2 separate regions of the Mus musculus genome follow, and region 1 is linked to region 2. A link is a contact called in public promoter capture Hi-C data. All regions are on one chromosome and are shown on one strand. The core of a region is the stretch at or near the end of the contact, and the rest is flanking DNA. Distances in the headings are between cores, read along the strand shown.

What was found. Promoter capture Hi-C pulls out the DNA fragments that hold promoters and counts their contacts.
Region 1: a promoter capture Hi-C map of HPC-7-derived erythroid cells shows a contact between it and region 2, with 2.8 times the contacts expected there. The contact joins the promoter of Acp6 here to the promoter of Hjv in region 2.

Annotation. Positions count from the first base shown.
Region 1 is chr3:97,157,502-97,163,692 of GRCm38.p6, forward strand. It overlaps Acp6 (acid phosphatase 6, lysophosphatidic), which reads left to right and starts at 1,276. Exons shown (of 10, transcript NM_019800.4): 1 at 1,276-1,864. The coding sequence starts at 1,667. n-TEctc12 (a tRNA gene) reads left to right here and starts at 584; the gene lies at 584-655.
Region 2 is chr3:96,523,489-96,529,629 of GRCm38.p6, forward strand. It overlaps Hjv (hemojuvelin BMP co-receptor), which reads left to right and starts at 1,697. Exons shown (of 4, transcript NM_027126.4): 1 at 1,697-1,842; 2 at 2,941-3,114; 3 at 3,547-4,094; 4 at 4,576-5,728. The coding sequence starts at 3,027. The coding sequence ends at 5,202.

The sequences.
Region 1 (6,191 bases), core at 26-2,525, 630 kb after region 2:
GGAACTCAACTGTAGAGCAGGTTAGCCTTGAACTCACAAAGATATGCCTGCCTCTGCTTCCTGAATGCTGAAATTAAAGGCCTGCACCACCACGCAGGGCCAAGATGTATCTTGAGAGTCACTAAAAGAATGTATCTGGTAACTGCTAAGACATTTTGCTGTGAATCTCTTATGGGAAGCCCAGACCCATCCACAGGTGTCTTGTTCTCTCACTAAGCATCTCTCTGTCATAGCTCTTTTGCCTAAAATCGGTTACAAATGGCTTCTAATAAACTGAGACTATTCTGTGAGAAGCCCATAGCCATGTAAGGTGTGTTATGTTCTTTTTTTTTTTTCTTTTTTTTTTTTTTTTCCTGTTGCTTTTCTTTCCATTCCAAACAGACTTCAAGTCTATTTTTTACTGGTTTGCTTTGAAATTCATTTCGAAGTTGAAGCCCACGATACTGTTCCGCAGTTAAAAGATTAGGAGAATGCCTTCAGATGTTGACAACACTACCGCCATTCCTCCAGGCCTCTCCTGACACTCTTTGGTGGCTCCAATCCAGGTCTACTATCTTCCCTCTCAAGCCTCTGTCTCCTAACTTCCCTGGTGGTCTAGTGGTTAGGATTCGGCGCTCTCACCGCCGCGGCCCGGGTTCGATTCCCGGTCAGGGAAATACTGTTTTTTCTCTCACAATTTTCTAAAAAAAGTACTTAATAATCACTCGAGAAAAAACAAAAAACAAAAACAAAACAAAAAAACCGCTGGCTCTAATGCTTTGCGCATGCCCCGAGAGTGCTCTACCGCTGAACTACATCCCTAGCTCAATTTTCTTAAACAAAATGGGGAAAGGGAATTTCACAAATAGGAAGCACTCAGCTGATAGATGTTTCAGGTCTTGACTTTAGTAATCTTGCTTTGGGGACTTCAGGGAATTCTTCCACATTCAAACTACTCCCCTTGCCCACCAATCCTAACACTGCCTCCCCTTACCCTCATTTCCTCCCTACTCACCCCAGGCAAAGCCTCAAGGGAAAAAAAAAAAAAAACAGACGAAATCCCTTAATTACCCGGGGCTTCTTGGCAGCCTTAAATTGAAGACTGGCGGGACTGGGAGTGGAACGTGGGAGGCGTGGGGGGGGGGGGCGGGACCTTAAGCATGGCGGGGGGCCGACGGAACTGCCCTCCCTGGGGACCTCGGCCGCGCATAGCATTGTGGAAGTTGTAGTTTTTACGGGTCTGAGTTTCCAGATCGGACGAAGTCTCAGGACTCACTTTCCCGTGCTCCTGTGCGCAGACTTAATTGGAGCAGGTCCGTGGGAGGTCAGGAGATTGCGTGGGGAGCTTGGTTATAAAATGTGGACCCGAATCCCGGGTGTCCGAGGAACTTCTGCTTTTGCGGCCTCCCCTTCACACGGTTTGAAGTGCAAGTTTCAGGTCCAAGTAACTGCCCTGACTGAGCCTGCATGCAGTAGGGGCGGCCGGCAGACGCTAGGCTTAAACTACTAGACAATCTTTCTGCTCCCACCCCTTTCTCTCCACCTCCGGCCTGACTGTCGCTGGGTCGCCCCGCTAGAGTCGCTTGTTCTGAGAGCTTGGATGCACTTGCCCTCCAGTTCCCGCGAACTTCTGAGTAGCTGCTGAGCCGCGTTGCCTGCGGAGCCCTCAGCTTCCACAGCCTCCATCATGCGCGTGTGGGTCCCCGTGGGTGTCCTGACCTCGCTGGCTTACTGCTTCCACCAGCGGCGGGTGGCCCTGGCCGAGCAGCGGGCTCCTAATGGCCAGCGTCCGGTGGACCGCAACCTACTGGAGCTGAAAATGGTGCAGGTGGTGTTTCGACACGGGGCACGGAGTCCGCTCAAGCCTCTCCCGCTGGAGGAGCAGGTGAGAGGCGGCCCACAGAGGGGTTCTTGGGGACACACTTTAGCGTCCCCCGTCGGGGCTCGGGCTGGGTCCAGACCAGAGGGAAACAACAGTAGACTGGCCCTCAGGCTGTGGCCTGGAGTCATCATCCCATGCTCATCCCAAACCACCGGTGTGGTGTGTAAGCCTTCCTGGCTAGGGCAGCCCCTGCCCCCCAAACTTTCAGTTGCTTGGTGTAGTGAAACTTTTCAAAGATGCATAAGAATGTCCCAGGCGGGGGTTCTTATTTAAATGCAGATTCTGATTCTGCGGATGTGGAGTTGGGTCACGTTTCGTAGTTCTGTGGTTGAACTTGAGTTCAAGGACCTTGTAAGTGCCTGGTTGTTAATAACAGAGATCATTGTACCAGGAGATACCTTTAGTGCTTCCGCAGTACAGAGCAAGCTGGCACCTTTGGAACCAGATCTTAATACAGATTTTTCTTGTGGGCTTGCCAGAGACCATTTGAGATCTTGTGAAGTCTTATTGCGGACAAGGACTGTATCTTGGGGTTCTTTAAGGTCAGGTTTAGAAATCTGGAAAGGATTTGTGGTAAGAAGGAGGGAAAGTTAATTAACTAATTTTGTGGCTATAAGTCAGGATAATTATGATTAAAGCACAAATAATTAGCTTTTTGTTTAAAAAATAACCCCTAACAGTATACAAGAAAAGGGCACCAGAAGTCCCTAACACCCCGGGTTGAATTTACCCATGGAGTCTGTATTTGTTCAGTTGCAAATACTCTTAATGGTCATTTCTGTTTTCCTGAAGGGCTGTGAGTTATAGTTTCAACCCAAGATCTGGTCTTTAAAGAGGGTTACACATGAAAAAGCCAAGCAACCAGGGCAGCTCTCACATAAATAAATATCTTTTAGCAGGTGTTTGTTTACCAGGTCTCCAGTTAGCCTGTTCCTATGGCTGTACTACTTTCTGTCTGGCACTGCAACCCACTCTACGCCTTTAACATTAGATCTCTCAGGTTGTCTTATCATTTTGTCTACACATGCCCACCTCTTTGCACCCCTCCTCTCTCTCTATTCTTATTAAAGAGTGTTAGAGAGATATATTTATGTTTTAGACAAAGTTAGCAGTAATAGCAGAGAATAAAAGTTTGTCTGGATCTAGACCCAGTGTATATAGACAGTGCAAATACCTATCAATACCAGCCTGTACTGGTGGATTCCAGTATAGAACTGGTGGATTCCAGTATAGAACTGGTGGATTCCAGTATAGAACTGGTGGATTCCAGTATAGGACTGGCTTCACTGACAAATTATCCCCATTCTTTGTTGAGGGGACTGGGAAGAAAACCAACCCCACTCAGTTCATTACTGGGAAGATATTCATTACATTACTCCTGCCTCTTTGAATTGGAAAAAAAAAAAAAAAAAAAAGGTTTAAATCCTTCCAGGGAGTGTGTGTGTACGTGTGTGAACCAGTTGGTGTGTGATGGGAATCTTACACCTTTATGGTGGAAGCTCCCAATAATCCCAGCTTCGTTAGCTTTTCTTCCTGTAGCTCCAAACTGTGGAGAATGTAGTTCCATGGCCTTGCTTTGTAGAATGAGCAGGACCGTTGCTTTAACGTCCCACTCATACACGGCAGACTGTAGGCTGCTACTTTAAATTTAAAAAAGACTTAGGGGTGTGTGGGTGTGTAGGCCAGAGAAGCTGGAAGAGGCCGTTGGCTCTCCTGGGACTGGAGTTACAGGTGGTTCTGCTCCTCGTGGCGGTGCTTTGGCTGCTGTCCCCAGAGCAAGCACGCTTAGCTGCGAGTTCTCTCGCCAGCCCTAGGCAGAAAGCACGTCTGGTTTTCTTGGATAAAGTTCTGTGAATAAAAGCCTGGGATGGAGCCAGCTCTGGTTGTGAGGAAATGCCATCAGCCTCCTGTGACTGACTCTAATATAATAGGATATATGAATATATGTTATATATCATGTGTGTGTGTATATATATATGTATATATATATATATGTATGTATGTATATATATGTATATATATGTATGTATATATATGTATATATGTGTGTGTATATATATGTATATATATGTGTATATATATATGTATATATATATGTGTGTGTGTGTGTGTGTGTGTATGTATATATATATATCTGAACCTGTTTCTGGATATTGTCTCTCAAGGTTTCTTTTCAAAATCCATGGTTATTGAGTTTTCTAGCCTTCCTTATTCTGCTCTTGTCAGAACAGACTACACAGCGACAATGATAAGACTAAAGTTACCTTTGCTACGATTTCTGATTTCTGACTGGTTTATAGACAGGCGTGCTGTCATCAGGTCAGTCTTCTCACGGGTCCTTACAAAGAGGCATTGTTCGAAACAATACAAGTTTGGCTGAATTGTTTTCTTATCGGTTTGGGTAACAGTTGATCTGTGCTTTGGAAATAAAATCATGGAACTTAGTTGAACATGTTTCTGGCCTTCAGAGTAGCTCCCAATTCACTTTCAAGCAAACTTTTGAACTCGACTTTAAACTTTCCCCCAGGCTTCTTCCAGACAGCGGCAAGGTGACCCCCGGTAGGGAGGTCTTTCAACTCTTATGAAGTTGAGCCTAGCCCAGTCCCTTGTTAAGTTCCTGTCTGCCTTTGACAGTGTGGTTGAGCTGGGAAGCCTGCTGTGTTGCTTAATTCCTGCCCAAAGCTCAGCCGAGGTGGATCTATGAAGGATGTGCCAGTTCCTCACTCCACTGGGTTCTAAACCCTGGCAGGATATTGAATTCTTCAGAGATAGTATGGGGGCTTGGAGCAATGGCTCAGCAGTTAAGAGCATTTACTGCTCTTGTAGAGGATGCTGCTTCAGTTCCCAGCACCTGCATGGCTTCTCTGAATGGAGCCCTTCAGTTCTAGGGGTTCCGCTGTACTCTGGGCTCTGTGGCCACCAGACACATGTGTGCTCAGATAGATGTGCATGCTGCCAAAACGTTCATACGTGTTAAAAAAAAATCATGCCTGGGTCTTCCTCCTAGAGATTCAGATTTAATTGGTACAGGGTATCTGAGCATTGCAAGAACACTTCTCCTCTGGTGCTTTAGAAGTATCTGGGCACTATAGCACTGAGAAGTGGACACCACACCCCATAAAATCCCAGATGCGATTAGCCTGGAATGAGGCTCAGAGTTCGGCAACTTAAAAATTCCTGTGATGCCTTATGTACAAGGCCATTCATTGCTTGTTTCCTGAGACCTTATCCTGGAAGGTCAGGAGATCTCTCTCTCTCTCTCTCTCTCTCTCTCTCTGTGTGTGTGTATGTATGTATGTATGTATGTGTGTGTATACATATATACATATATACATATAACATGGGATGTAACCAATCCATCCCACTGTGACGTTGCCTTCCTAGGGTTGTGATATGGTGGGATCTTTGTACTAAATTGAATGAACAGGGACAAACAGTCCCACAGAACCCATTGCTCTGACTACCGGAAACCTGTCCACTTCATTCCACTATCCCCTTATGATGCCCCGAGGGAGAAAATTTTCACTTTAGGGGTGGTATACTTCTCTTGAGCTTTGTCTTGCTTGTATCTTTGAACTTGTCTAGGCAAGTTCTAAAAGCCAGAGAGTGTAGTCCAGAATCTGTACCCCTTCACAATAGACATGCGCTGTTGGCCGTATGTAGTTTTTGTTAGCTTTCCATTCCTTTTGTCCTTACATTTGCTTCTTACTGTCTTTTCCCCCTTGCTGCGAATCAGTCACATTAAGTTATATTCTACGTATTGCTATCACCCAATTTTCTTTTAAGAGTTATTATTTTTCTTTTGTTGATGGTTGTGTGTGTGTTTGCCTTTGTGTAAATCTGTGCACCACAAGAGGTCCTGGTGATCTTGGCGGCCAGAGAGCCATTAGAGCCCCTAGAACTGGAGTTGCAGGAGGTTGTAAGCGTCCTTGTAGATGCTGGGAACTGAGTCCTTGTCTTCTGGAAGATCAGTAAGTGCTCTTAACCCCCGAGCCATCTCCCTACCCCCCCTAATTTTCTCATTAAAGATGATGTGTATATATTTATGTGACTGTATGAGGCAAAATTATCAAGCTGTCTCTCCCCTAACCCCAGCCTCTGAAACAAGATCTTGATTTGAAGCCTGGCCTTGGTATTGAACTCTTCTGGGGTGATATTCATGCCCAGGGGGCCGGAGCAGTGCCCAGCAGTCAAGAGCATTGACTGTTCTTGGAGAAGACTCTGCGTAAGTTCCCAGCACCCGCGTGGCTGCATTGGCCATTGGACTCCGAGTACTCTTCCCTCAGCCTCCTGTCACTGTGTCTGGTCTGAGTTCCCCTTTACTCACAGA
Region 2 (6,141 bases), core at 447-2,946:
ACACTTCCACATTGCTGTTCATCACCAAAGGAAGTCAGGACTGGAACTCAAGCAGGTCAGGAAGCAGGAGCTGATGCAGAGGCCATGGAGGGATGTTACTTACTGGCTTGCTTCCCCTGGCTTGCCCAGCTTGCTCTCTTATAGAACTAAGACTACCAGCCCAGAGATGGTCCCACCCACAATGGGCAGGGCTCGCCCCACTTGATCACTAATTGAGAAAATGCTTACAGCTGGATCTCATGGAGGCACTTCCTCAAGGGAGGCTCCTTTCTCTGTGATAACTCCAGCCTGTGTCAAGTTGACACACCCAACCATCCAGTGCAGGGAAATTTTATGGAATAAAAGTTCTTGGGATGTGGGCTGGTGAAATGGCTCAGCAGGTAGGTAGAGGAACTAGCTACCAAACCTCACATTTGGCCCCTAACGCCCACATGGTGGGAGGAAAGAATTGACTCCTATAACGTTTCTGACATCCACATAGGTACACACAGACACACAGAGACAGACATGTTCTAAATAACTTAATGTAAAAGATTATTGTGATATGGTCTTGTATAGTTGAGAAAAAGCTAAATTCATTATAAAAAATACATGTGCTCCCACACTTCTCTTGTAAAGTGTGTGTGTGTGTGTGTGTGTGTGTGTGTATGCGTGCCTGAGAAGGGACCATGTACCATGTGGACCTGTAGAACTTCATGTAGAGCTGACAGGGCCAGAAGCTTTTGTGACACACTTTGTAATCAGTCCTGTGCTGCTTTCCCTTGGCAAGTACTGTGGGACAGTGTCCCAGAAATGCCACCAGGTGAAAAGACGGACATAGCTAAAACCCTGATTATAATTGAATCTTCAAACAGTTTGTCTATAAAAGTATATTCCCAAATGTCTTCCTTCTGAATTCACCTATCTAACGCCACTCCTCTGTGGATCAGTAGTGTTCAAAACTGACTCCGATTCTTCTCTCTGCCTCTGTTACTACCCCGGCCCCGGCCCCTGCAACCTGGAAGCTTCTGTTTTTTGTGTTTGTATTGATGAGGAGGAGGGAGGAGGGATTGTTGCACAAACTAGTGTAATGGAAAAGGTGGAGAGAGAGTAGACAGCTGCAGAGATCTGATCTGGGCAGACGGAATAAACCCTTCTCGAAACAATTCTGCTCTCGGATTTCTCGGGACAGCTGGACCTTTCAGCTTCTGAAATAGTTGGCAGAGATGGGGGAGGGTCTCTGAACTATGCTTGCCGTCCATCTTCAAAGCCGGCCACCTCAGTGTATTATGTGTAGAAGAAATTCAATGGAATCCTCAGTAAAGAGAGGATGAGAGCAGTGAGTGACTGGCATCACACAAAATCACCACCAGCAGTCTTAAAGGCATTACTGGGAATACTGAGTTCATTACTGGGAATGCTGGAGGGCCTGAGTGGCAGCTTATAAGCTACAGTTGGATATATGACTTGGCCATCATCTTTCTTTATACTCTCCCTCCCTTGGTATCCAATATTTCCATATTCCATCCTTATTTTGCTCATCGTTCCTGCTGCCTTAGCTCCCACACCCCACTGCCACCAACGTTCCTGGAATTTTGGACCTAGCTATTTTTAAAACTGTCAACTCAGTAGGCACCTCCCTCCTCCTCTCAGCTGTCCAGTACTTGGGCCAACCATATACTCTCCCTCCCCCCTCCCCCCACACCAAACCTCCTCTGGCTCTCTGACCTGAGTGAGACTGCAGCCATTCCGGGGCAATCATGGAGAAAGAGATGGGGGACCCCCTGGCTGGAGCAGACCAACAGAATAGGCAACTATGGCTCGAGAACCCAGTATCAGAGTAATGCTTGACCTCGGGAAACAGTAAGTCCAGATGAAATGTCGATCACTTTGATAAGCTTTTGGGTCAAGGCCAGAACTTCATAAAGTTACAGACATCTGTTCTGAAAACTAAGATCTCCCCTTAGCAACTACCCCAGTCTTCACTTTTCCTCTTGCCTAGATGTTTTCTAATCCATGGCCATTTGATGTTTAATGCTGCCTCTCTCTGGCTTTCCTATTTTCCTCTCCATCTTATTACACCAAGACCTTGGGAGAGGGGGAGGGGGCAGTGCTAAGGACTGGGCCCAGGGCCTTGAGCATGGTAAACACTCAGCTACCATCGAGTTACACTCCCATCCCTACCTCAAGACCTCTCTGACCTCCTGCTCATATGCTTATCCCAAAGTAGGGTTTTGACAGGAGAAAAGGAGACAGACCCTCCCCCATATCTGTTCTCCTCAAAAGACCAGGAGTGTCTGGATTGGGCTTTTCAGCTGGGTCTGGAAAAACACATGAACTGTTAGACAGAAACATATATTAATTTGAATGCTTGATTTGTACCCCATCCTGTGAGAGGGATCGTACTGTCAGCCCTCTGGAGAGGCTGAGAGACCGGCTCTCCTTTCACTGGGAAGGTGATATCGTAGACAGGGCGTCTGCCTACCATGTTACCCTTTGTGCCCTTCTAACACAGTGAAGAAAATGAAACGGCAGGTGGTTTCTGGTGGGAAGGATCCATAAGAAGTATGTTCTTAAAGCGTGATCAGATCCTGGTGCTACTGGGGACCCACTGACATGGTCAGAACCTCACTTTCTCTAGGGGTCCTCCATTTTTGGCACATCTGCTATTTGGTAGTCAGGATGGGGCAGTACACTGGACTCTGCACACTGAGGTCACTCAACCTTCCCTCCACCACCACCCCGCCCCCGTAGGCATATTGCACAAGGGACCTGAAGGTGGCCGCAGGGGCAGGGCACAGAGGCTCACCAGCCACGCTCACCCTCTGGAAGCCTCCTTCTTCCCAAGATCCAGTCTGTCTCATTTTTGTTTTGGTCTCTTCAGATGCTCTCTCTACCCACCATCTTGACTGGTCTCCAACCCTTCTCTTTCCCCACACTCAGCCAAATTTCTTCTTCCAGTCACAGAAGTACCCAGAGAAATTCACTAGGTAGGAGGCTCATCATCTGGGAAGAACCGGTGCCTGGGGGGACCTGGCTGGATAGGTATGGGCCAGTCCCCTAGTCCCCGGTCCCCCCACGGCAGCCCTCCAACTCTAAGCACCCTCACTCTCCTGCTGCTCCTCTGTGGACAGGGTAAGGAAGGGCCAGGGAAGGGTTGGACATATCCAGAGGTTAGGATGCTGGGTAGGAATGAGCGCGCGGGGGTGGGGGTGGGTGGGGGTGTGGGGGTGTGGGGGGTGGGGGGAGAGTGAGGAGGGATGTGTGCTGAGTCCCAGCACCTCCCAACTCTGAAAGAGGCCTGTCTTGTTTCCCATTTAACTTGAAGAAGGACACAGATGGCGTCCTTAGACCCCAGGGAAAAGAAGTCTGACTGCTTTACACGTTTTTAGTAGAGGAAAGGAGGGAAGGAGGCAAGGATTGGGAGAATGAAGGTTGAGATTGGGAAAGCGGCCACGCTGAGTGGTAGGAACGGTGGGATGGCGGATGGTTTTTGGCAGTTAGGTGCATACTGGACTTGGATAGAACCTGTGTCTCATTTCACTGCCCTCTCCCTTCCGTCCCCAGCTCACTCCCAGTGCAAGATCCTCCGCTGCAATGCCGAGTATGTCTCGTCCACTCTGAGTCTTCGGGGAGGTGGCTCACCGGACACGCCGCGTGGAGGCGGCCGTGGTGGGCTGGCCTCAGGTGGCTTGTGTCGCGCCCTGCGCTCCTACGCTCTCTGCACGCGGCGCACGGCCCGCACCTGCCGCGGGGACCTTGCTTTCCACTCTGCGGTGCATGGCATAGAGGACCTGATGATCCAGCACAACTGCTCACGCCAGGGTCCCACGGCCCCGCCCCCGGCCCGGGGCCCCGCCCTGCCCGGGGCCGGGCCAGCGCCCCTGACCCCAGATCCCTGTGACTATGAGGCCCGGTTTTCCAGGCTGCACGGTCGAGCCCCGGGCTTCTTGCATTGCGCATCCTTTGGAGATCCCCATGTGCGCAGTTTCCACAACCAATTTCACACATGCCGTGTCCAAGGAGCTTGGCCCTTGCTAGATAACGACTTCCTCTTTGTCCAGGCCACCAGCTCCCCGGTTTCGTCGGGAGCCAACGCTACCACCATCCGGAAGGTCAGAGATTCGATTTTCATCCCAACACAATTTCTTGAGCCCTCTCACGGTCTGTCCGCCATACCACTCCTTCTTCTTCCCACTATTCAGCCACCCAGCTCCCTGTTCTTGTCTTTCCCAAACATTCCCTTCCATCCTGAATGGCTTCCTTCCATCAAACATTTGCTCTTGTAAATGTAATTCAGGAATTTCTTTCAAAGCAAGTAACTTGGGAGTTGCTGAGACTGAGACAAAAAGGAGAGAGAGAGAGGGAGGGAGAGGGAGAGAGGCAGATAGAGAGAGGCATAGGGAGAGAGATATTAGGAGGTTGAGTGGGGGTCAGGCACTATTAATGGAACACAGTAGGGGATAGGATCAAGGACTGAGGACCCGGAAGAAACTCGCATTTCTGCTGGGATCGGATCCCTGACTCTCTATGCAGCTTGATTGGCGTGAGGATGCTTTGGGCCCTAATGAAGTATTTTCTCTCTTGTCCTCATAGATCACTATCATATTTAAAAACATGCAGGAATGCATTGACCAGAAAGTCTACCAGGCTGAGGTGGACAATCTTCCTGCAGCCTTTGAAGATGGTTCTATCAATGGGGGCGACCGACCTGGGGGCTCGAGTTTGTCCATTCAAACTGCTAACCTTGGGAGTCACGTGGAGATTCGAGCTGCCTACATTGGAACAACTATCATCATTCGACAGACAGCTGGGCAGCTCTCCTTCTCCATCAGGGTAGCAGAGGATGTGGCGCGGGCCTTCTCCGCAGAGCAGGACCTACAGCTGTGTGTTGGGGGATGCCCTCCGAGCCAGCGACTCTCTCGCTCAGAGCGCAACCGCCGTGGGGCTATAGCCATAGATACTGCCAGAAGGCTGTGTAAGGAAGGGCTTCCGGTTGAAGATGCCTACTTCCAATCCTGCGTCTTTGATGTTTCAGTCTCCGGTGACCCCAACTTTACTGTGGCAGCTCAGACAGCTCTGGACGATGCCCGAATCTTCTTGACGGATTTAGAGAACTTACATCTCTTTCCCTCAGATGCGGGGCCTCCCCTCTCTCCTGCCATCTGCCTAGTCCCGCTTCTTTCGGCCCTCTTTGTTCTGTGGCTTTGCTTCAGTAAGTAGGCCAGCAACCCATGACTGGTTTGGAAACGATTTGAGGATAGAGGTTGGTGTGAGAAACCACAAAGATGTGCCAAAGGAAACAGCGGGGACAGGAGACAACACTTACTCAATCAGATGAGGTTGCAGTCCAGGGCTGAAATGACCCTAGAATAAAGATTCTGGGCCAGGGTTTTGCACTCCAGACCTTGGTGTGGGCTATTCACCATGGATTTCCCAGTTAGTGATTTCCCACTTGTAATGAAATTCCACTCTCCATACACCTGATACCACTCCTACAAGCCTAGAGATTGTGAGAGTGCTAATGACCAGTGAAACATTAAAGGACTGAGATATCGTAAAGGCAAAAACATGATTCTCTTTGAGAAAGTCAAAAGAGGAGAAGCTAATTAGGAAAAGCTTTTGGTTCAGAAACGAAGTGGGCATTGTCTGGCAGAGGAAGTCAGCTTTTGGAGACTGGCACCAACTCAGAAACGGGCATTTCCATCCCTTCCTAATCTGTTATTAAAGCGATTAGTTCTCCATCCTGTCCTCTGTTGCCTCTTTTAAATCCCTTTGCAGATGTGGCATGGAGTTGAGGCTGTGTGTTCACCCCACTGAAAGAGGCCTTGCAGTTACCAGCTATTGTCTCCTCCCTCTTGGAGTCTACAGGTTGTTGGAGAGAAAAAAAACTGGTTCATAGGAAGGAGTCATGAGTATTATTACATTTGTTTTTTATTTTCGGGGGAGCCTCATGTAGTCCAGGCTGGCCTTGCATTGCTGTCCAACTGTCTCTACTCCTCAAGCGCTGGGGTTGAAGTGGGTGGAGGAGTGTGTAATTCTTCACTGGATTCTATGGCTTTTGGATTTCTGACAGAGGATTCAGGTTCTGTTCCCAGCGCCCACAATACTAACAATGGCTTGCAATTATAGTTCCAGGGAACCTGATACCTTCAGGCCTCC